Regions from separate parts of the Canis lupus genome. Here region 2 is linked to region 1. Evidence: chromatin contacts called from public Hi-C data. All regions are on one chromosome and are shown on one strand. The core of a region is the stretch at or near the end of the contact, and the rest is flanking DNA. Distances in the headings are between cores, read along the strand shown. Region 1 overlaps POC1B (POC1 centriolar protein homolog B). Region 2 holds the start of LOC119869410.

Region 1 (3,988 bases), core at 31-2,530:
TTCCAGGCCTCGAGGGTCTGACACCAAACAGAGTAGGTGTCTGTTCCATTAAGAAACAAATCATTAGTAACCGGTACTCTGAAGCCAGCAGCTATTCAATAGGACGGGGAAGCAGTAAAAATAAGTGGAAATAACACTGCCCTGTCAGTACACGGTCCTGAATTCTAGGGCCAATTCTGCAACTGCCCAGCTATGTAACCTTATAAAATTCAAAACCACACCGGCCACCGTTTTCTATTTGTATAATGAGGGAGTTTGGATTGCATTCAGACCTAAACTTTCACAGACTCATTTAAAAAAAAAAAAAAATACACTGGCAGTCTCAGAGTTTACTTTGGTGGGATTTTGTGTTTGTATACTGAAGGTGAAGTTCAAGGCAATAAACACAACATTTATGTTTTTTTTTTTAAGTGCTGGTCAGCATCAGAAGGGAATCCATCTGTTAATGGCAGTAACAGGATTCATTCCTACAGCCGCTGAGAGACAAAAAGCAGATGAAAGAGATATAAAAAGATTTAACTATGCCATGAAACATACTAATTATTTTTTGGGTCATTTACCATTTATATGCCCAGACTTCTCTCCTGGGATCTCCACCCACAAGTACGACTGCCTACTGGGCATCTCCTCTTGGATATCCTGCAGGCACCTCCAACTCTAAACTTGTCCAATTCTGAACTCATCGTCTTTTTTCCTCAAACTGCTCCTTCTCCAGTGTTCCTTTTCTCAGTACTTTCTAACAGGCCAGAAACCTAGGAGTCACACTTCGTGCCTCTTTCCCCCCTTAACCCCCCACCCCACACACACACACTCTCCAATCAATTATCAGGCTCTGTCTCTTCAAACCATTAAGGGAACTAATGTCTTCCCTCCTCTACAGGCAATAAAAGTGATCTTTAAACATTAAATTAAAAAAATAAAATAAAAAAATAAACATTAAATCAAATTTCTCTGATTAAAACATTTTGATGATTTTGCATTTCCCCTGGGAAAAAGCCTGGCATCCTTACCACTACTTGCCAGGTCCTCCAGAGTCAGCCCTCCTGTCTCTGCATCACCCTACTTACTCTTCCTGGGACACACGCCTTTCCTCTCAGGTCCTTGCTCCTGCCTCAGGAAGTTTCCTCCGTGCTATTCCCTGTGCCTCAAATGCTGCCCCCTACTCTTTACCTAGTTTAAAATACTTAAAAGGATTTTACTCATTCAGCAAGTCTCTGCTCAGTGTCACTTCCACAGGAAGTCTTCCGGGCCACCCCCACCCCCAGGTTAGTTCCTCAGTGTGTATTCTTAGAGCAGCTCATCTTCACACTTAGGTCACACCAAGCATTCTGTTCACTTCTCCAAAAGACGTAAGCTCCAAGAAGACAGAAACCACATCTGTCTCATTTACTGTTGCACCCCCAGACACAGTATATGGCACTGAGTAGGCCTTTAGTAAATATTTAAGGTAGTAAAAAAAAAAAAAATTTAAAGAGAATTGGGGGCAGCCCGGGTGGCTCAGCAGTTTAGCGCTGCCTTAGCCCAGGGCGTGATCCTGGAGACCCGGGATCGAGTCCCACGTCGGGCTCCCTGCATGGAGCCTGCTTCTCCCTCTGCCTGTGTCTCTGCCTCTCTGTTTCTCAAATAAATAAATAAAATCTTAAAAAAAAAAAAAAAAAAAAAAAAAAGAGAGAGAGAGAGAGAATTGGGCCCAGTTTAATATTATAGCCAATGAAAGCTGATGTCTTTGCAATTTGGGGGTGCCTGGGTGGTTCAGGGATGGAGCCACACATCAGGCTCCTTGCTCAGGGGAGAGCCTGCTTCTTCCTCTCTCTCTGCCTGCTGCTTTGCCTACTGGTGCTCGCTCTCTGTCAAATAAAAAAAAATAAACTGTTAAAAAAATTTTTTGTAATTTGTTATGCAGTGTGAATATATCGAATGACACTTAACTGTATACTTTAAAAGGTTAAAATGGTAAGCTCTATCTACCACTATAAAGAAAAACCTCTGCAATTCAGATGGTCAAAGATCACTTGTAACCACCACCACCAACTGAAAATTAAAGGCAGATTTTTTTCCCCTAAAAATTAATACTGGAAAAGCAATAATGTTGGAAAAGTTGTCTCAATAGGCTGTACTTATTTTTGATGGAGGATACCACAAAAAAGCATGTTATCCTAGAGTATACATTATTTTTAAGAACACAGGGCTATAATAATTTTACCTATTAAAAAAAATTCTTTGCCACTGGAAAAAGATAGTATTTTCTCACCTACACATATATTTCAAATGATAAATGTTTTCTTCATTACTCATTAAAGAAAAACCAGATGTTAAAAAATGGGAAATACAGTAAGCAAAAAAAAGTCCATAGTCTCATCACTCAAAATCACACTTAACATTGCATGTATGATAGCTACTTTATCTATTATACTGTAATCATGAGTTCTGAAATTTGCCCTCCCTCCCTCACATAAACATTTTCATGTCATTACTTGCCTATAGACCTCTTTTAATGCTACATGATCGTCTAAATTTACTTAACTAGCTTTCTTTATTTGGAAAATTGGTTCTTTCCAATTTATCACCATTATAAACTATACTGAAAGCAGTATCTTTGAATACAAAGCTTTTTCTTCTGCACACAAAAGAGTATGTACTTAGAATATATTTCTAATTGTGAAGTCACTGCAACAAAGACACCTGATATATTTTGCAAATTCATTTTCTAAAAAGACTACTAATCTATGTTTAAAAGCATTAATATATTTCCCAATAGAGAGCATATCTTGAAAATATTTCTGTGGATTAAAATGTACGATCATAAACAACGGTTACCCCAAAGAACATAGTTAGCTAGTCATCACTTCTTAAGTGAATAGACACCATCTCTATGCCACATAGAGAAAGACTAGGCTCCAAGGACAAACTTATGATAAGTACTAAGCACAGACAGACACAGAATTTTAATTATTAAAGTCCATGCCATACTTTTAAAATTCAAATATTAAAGGGAAAAACACTTGCTCTGCTGACCCTCTATACTCATCTAAATAAACTGCCTATGTATTAGAAGGAAGAGTAATATCACTTGAACATTTTTTTAAGATTTTATTTATTTACTCATGAAAGACAGACAGAGAGAGAGAGAGAGAGAGAGAGAGAGAAAGGCAGAGACACAGGCAGAGGGAGAAGCAGCTCCATGCAGGGAGCCCGACGTGGGACTCGATCCTGGGTCCCCAGGATCACACCCTGAGCCGAAGGCAGGCGCCAAACCACTGAGCCACCCAGGGATCCCCACTTGGACAAATGTTAATGTTTTAGTTGTTTAATTCATCTGAAAATTTTGTAAATGTATGGTATGCAATAAAGATCCCACTTTATATTCTTTTAAACAGAAATCGAATTATCTTAACTATTTATTAAATAGTCCATCCACTTCCTCACTGATTGGAAATACCATCTATCATAAGCATACATGCAACTGCTTTTAGACTTTCTGTGACTTATCTTCCTAATACTATACTATTATCACCATATTTTAACTTCTATAATTTTATACTGTGTTCTGACAGCTGGTTGGACAAGTTTCTTCTCAATTTTTTCCTTGTCATTTTTTTCTTGGCTATTCTTGCACATATAACTCATCCATATGAATTCTGAAATTGGCTTGGTAGGCTCCACTAAATTCCTTTGGCAGAACTTCTAGACAGAGGGAGTAATGGTTATCAGACTTACTCTCCTACTAAAAACAATCATACAACTGGGGAAAATATATGAAGTAACTGTTTTTAGGCCCTGGAGAAGAGACAGCACAGGGTTGCGAATCTTGAGAGATAGATCATATGTGATGAGCACCAAATCTATCCCAGATTTATACCTAGGAGCATTTTCCAAACCACAGCTTAAGGATGTAGAGCCCAAAGATACAGTAGCAGTCTGACTGGGCAGATGACACAGAAATCAGAATTCAGAACTGGCCTACAGGGCTGGAATATTGAAGGCAGGA
Region 2 (3,954 bases), core at 641-3,140, 37 kb after region 1:
CGGAGCAGGGTCGACCAGGCTTCATTATAGAAGGCGATGATAACGGAGGTGGTGGGGAGGCTGCGATAGTCAAACGTCTTGGCTCTGCACTCGTACATTCGCTTATCCTCTATGTGGCGGTGCAGGGAAATCCTGTCACTGAGATAAATGTTAATGGCATATCTCTCAATAAGTTCTTCTTGCTGCTTCAGTTCACCCTCGCCGAGCTGCAGTTTGCTGGCCTTTCCCCACTCCCCGAGCGCGTGGGAGTCTGCCGGCGGCTTCTTGTACAGCGGCCGGGACAAGTCCTCTGCCTCTCGCCGGGGGTCTGCGAGCTGTCTGGGGCCCCGCTCCCGGGCGAGGTCGGCTGCGGGGGAGGCGTGGAAGGTGGAGGCCGAGAGCTCCACCACGATATAGGCCACGGAGAGAAGCGCCAGCAACAGGCAGCTTTTGCGCGCCCAGGTCCACCTCGCGGCCACCCGGACCCTCATGGCTACGGGCGCGGGCGCCGCCGGCAGGGGGGCTGCGGCCCGCGGAGGGGGCTCGGGCTCGGGCTCGGGCTCGGGGCTCCGGCAGGGGCGAGCCTCGGGGCGGCTGCCGGGGTCACCTGCCGCCGCTCGGGCCTCGGCGTCCGGCGCAGCCACAGCTTCTCTCTCCCCGCTTCCTCCCGCTCCGCTCACAACTTTTCACAAACTCTGCAGCCAACACCCCACCCTCCCCCCTCCCCCCTCCCCCCTCCCGGGCCGAGGACAAACCCCTCCCCTGCCCACTCACTCCTCCTGGTGGTTAGTCCGCGAAAGTCCTCGGAGTTTCGAGGGGAGGGGAGGGGACGGGACGGGACGGGACGGGACGGGACGGGGTAGGGGGGCAGAGGGGACGACGGGGTAGGGGAGCGGAGCGGAGGGGAGGGGGTCGGGAGGAGAACAGAGGAGCGGAGAGGAGCGGAGGGCAGGGGACGGGGTAGGGGAGCGGAGGGGAGGGGAGGGGGGCCGGGACCCACGGAGCGCGGGGCCCGCCCCTCCGGCCGCGCAGCACCTCCGCCGGGTCCCGGGGCGCCCCGCGGCGCAGCGTGGAGCGGCTCGTGGAGCATCTGCCCGCTCGCCGGCACCAGCAGCAGCAGAGAGGCCCAGAGCAGAACTCACCAAGCTGTTTGCCGCTGGGACTGAAGTCCACGGAGGTGATCGCAGCTTTGTGGCCCTTAAAATACCGCTCCAGGACCGGGTCCTCCTGGAAGGGGAGCGGGCGGGTTTGCGGGCGAGCCCGCGGGACAGGGGCGCCCCCCCCGGGACCCCGGGACCCCGGGACCCCGCTCCCCCCGGGCCGCCCCTCCCCTCCCCCCCGGGGACCCCCGAATGCGCGTTCCCGGGCCCGGGAGGCACAGCGCGCGGCCCGGCCCCGCTCGCGGCGGAAGCCCGCGGGCCGATTCTGACGCAGACGCTCCACGGGAAGCCTCGGAGAGTTCTGGGGGCCGCGGGGCGCGGCAGGGGGCGGCCGGGGCCCCGGGGGCGCGGGAGGAGCGCCGGGGACGAGGCCGGGGCTCGGGGCTCGGGGCCCGGGGCGCGGGGGCGGGAGACGCGGACACGGCCTCCGCCTCCCGCCAGGTGCGGGCGAGGCAGCCCCGCCGAGGCGCCCCCAGCCCCTCCTTACCGGGGCGGCGGCCATGGGAGGAGCGGTCGGCGCCGGGCTCCCGCCGGCGGGGGGCCTCGGGGGGAAGGGAGGGGACGGGGCAGGAGGGGGGACCGTGCGGCGCCCGGAACCGTGCGCCCGGAGCGGCGGCGCCTCCCGGTCACTACAACAACGGCGGCCCAGTCAAACCCCGCGCTCCAGGCGTGGCCAGCCGAGCCCCGAAGCGTGCCGGCGCGGGGCGGGGGGGGGAGCGGGCCCCCGCCGCGGGGCAGGCGGGACGCCAAGGGGGCAGGTGTGGCCGCGCACGGACGCCGCGGCTTAGGGACCCCCGCGCTTCGAGCCCGGCACGGGGGGAAGTCGAGCCGGGGCTGGAAACGCGGCCGCTTGAGAGGCTCCTGATCGATGCGCTCGGAGTTCTATTGCATGTTAAAGAGACAGCGCCCACCGGGTCGCAGGAGGTCTGCGCCGGCCCCAGGACGGAGGGACGGAGGGACCGAGGGCGGGCGGGCGGCCTGGTGGTCGCTGGTTCGCGCGCGGGGGCTGAGCCCCCGGAGGACACACCTGTATTCAGGTCGTCGCCACGTGGGCCACGAGGAGCGTCGCGATGTGAGTCACAGATGCTGGTGGACGGACGACGCCGTGACCGCCGCGGCCGCAGGGAGCCCCGCGGAGAAGCTCGAGCGGCCGCGAGGGCCCCGGGTCGACCCGATGGCGGCGGCCTCGAGGACGCGGGTCCGAGATCCCGGGGCCAGAGCTCGCGCCGCGGGGTGCGTCCCGGTCTCGGGCCTCCCTGAGCGCGGGCGGGACGGCGCGAAACCTACCGAGATACGCGTTACCGGCAGCAAAGGAAGCGAGGCGGCGGCGGCCCACGCCCGGGAGGGCAGGTGTGTCCCCGCCTGCGGCCAGGCCCTCCGGCCGCGGGCTCCGGCGCTCGTCGACACTGCACGTCGCAACCGCAAGCAGCCGGGAGGTGCCTTTGGGTCTCGGTCTCGGTTCAAGTCCAGGTTTGTGGACTGGCCGCCGGCGCGCTCCGAGGGCCCAGAGGCGCCTGTTGCGGCCTGTGCGGGACGAGCCGGGGCCGCGGGCGAGAGACGCCGACCCCACGCGGACGCGGACGCCGACGGCGCGGGCTCAGGGCCCCGCAGGCGCGTCCGGGCCTCCGCCGGGTGCGGGTGCGGGTGCGGGAGCGGGTGCGGGGACCGTCACTCTAGTCCAGGATCTGCCGTAGCCCGGCCGGCCCCTCCCAGCAGCCCATCAACGCGCTGCCGCGGGAATCTAAGCTGTGCTTGTTCCCAGGCTAGGTTTAGCTTAAAAACAAAAAACAAACAAACAAACACACATACTTAAAAACAGTTTTGGGGTGCTGGTTTGAATGTAAAATGTGGTAGCTTTGTGCACAGCAGTTTGGCACTTCCTCCAAAAGTTAACTCCTGGGTTTTGTTTTTAAGATTTTATTTATTTATGAGAGACGCAGAGAGAGAGAGAGAGAGAGAGAGAGGCAGAGACACAGGCAGAGCGAGAAGCAGGCTCCATGCGGGGAGCCCGACGCGGGACTCGATCCCAGGACTCCAGGATCACACCCTGGGCTGAAGGCGGACGCTCAACCGCTGAGCCACCGGGGATCCCACCTCCTGGGTTTATACAGGAAAGTATTGAAAGCAGAGACTAGGGGAATCCCTGGGGGGTTCAGCAGTTGAGTGCCTGCCTTCCAGGCAGGATCCCAGGGTCCCGGGATCGAGTCCCGCTCGGGGCTCCCTGCATGGGGCCTGCTTCTCCCTCTGCCTGTGTCTCTGCCTCTCTCTCTGTGTGTGTCTCTCATGAATAAATAAATACAATCTTAAAAAAAGTAAAATAAAAAGAAAGCAGAGACTAGAATAGATGCTTGTGCACCAAGGTTCATAGCAACATTACAACAGTCAAAAAGTAGAAACAACTCACCTGTCCAACAGATGATACTACAAATGTGACAGGTACCTACAACCACCGTTATTTGGTCATAGGAAGGAATGACATTCCAACGCTACTACAATGTGACTGGAACTTGAAAACAATACACTAAGTGAATAAGCCAGATACAAAGATGCACACATTGCATGGTCCCATGTATATGGGGTTCCTCAAATAGTTGGATTCAGAGAGACACAAAGTAGAATGGAGGCCACTAGAGATGTGAGGATAAGGGAGAATGGGGAATTAATTTTTTTTAAGATTTAATTTATTTTTTTTAATTTTTTATTTATTTATGATAGTCACACACAGAGAGAGAGAGAGGCAGAGACATAGGCAGAGGGAGAAGCAGGCTCCATGCACCGGGAGCCCGACGTGGGATTCGATCCCGGGTCTCCAGGA

The links. A called contact is a pair of places that touch in the nucleus more often than the background predicts.
Region 2: a contact with region 1 is called in a Hi-C map of skin fibroblasts, with 4 times the contacts expected there. The contact joins the promoter of LOC119869410 here to the enhancer-like site in region 1. A contact is called at or near these places in 5 of 9 Hi-C or Micro-C datasets (amygdala, blood, skin fibroblasts and 1 more).

The regions. Positions count from the first base shown.
Region 1 is chr15:30,749,176-30,753,163 of UU_Cfam_GSD_1.0, forward strand. The region is part of intron 4 of POC1B (POC1 centriolar protein homolog B); the gene reads right to left. Among named protein-coding and RNA genes, the nearest start is that of POC1B, 37 kb to the right of the region's middle. Within about 2 kb of position 1,281, at least 2 of the 20 cell types and tissues checked have an H3K27ac peak or open chromatin away from gene starts, as enhancers often do. A contact at or near this core is called in blood, where this site is marked.
Region 2 is chr15:30,785,632-30,789,585 of UU_Cfam_GSD_1.0, forward strand. It overlaps LOC119869410, which reads left to right and starts at 1,891. Exons shown (of 6, transcript XR_005370467.1): 1 at 1,891-2,609. POC1B (POC1 centriolar protein homolog B) reads right to left here and starts at 2,374. Exons shown (of 12, transcript XM_038558627.1): 1 at 2,167-2,374; 2 at 1,122-1,206.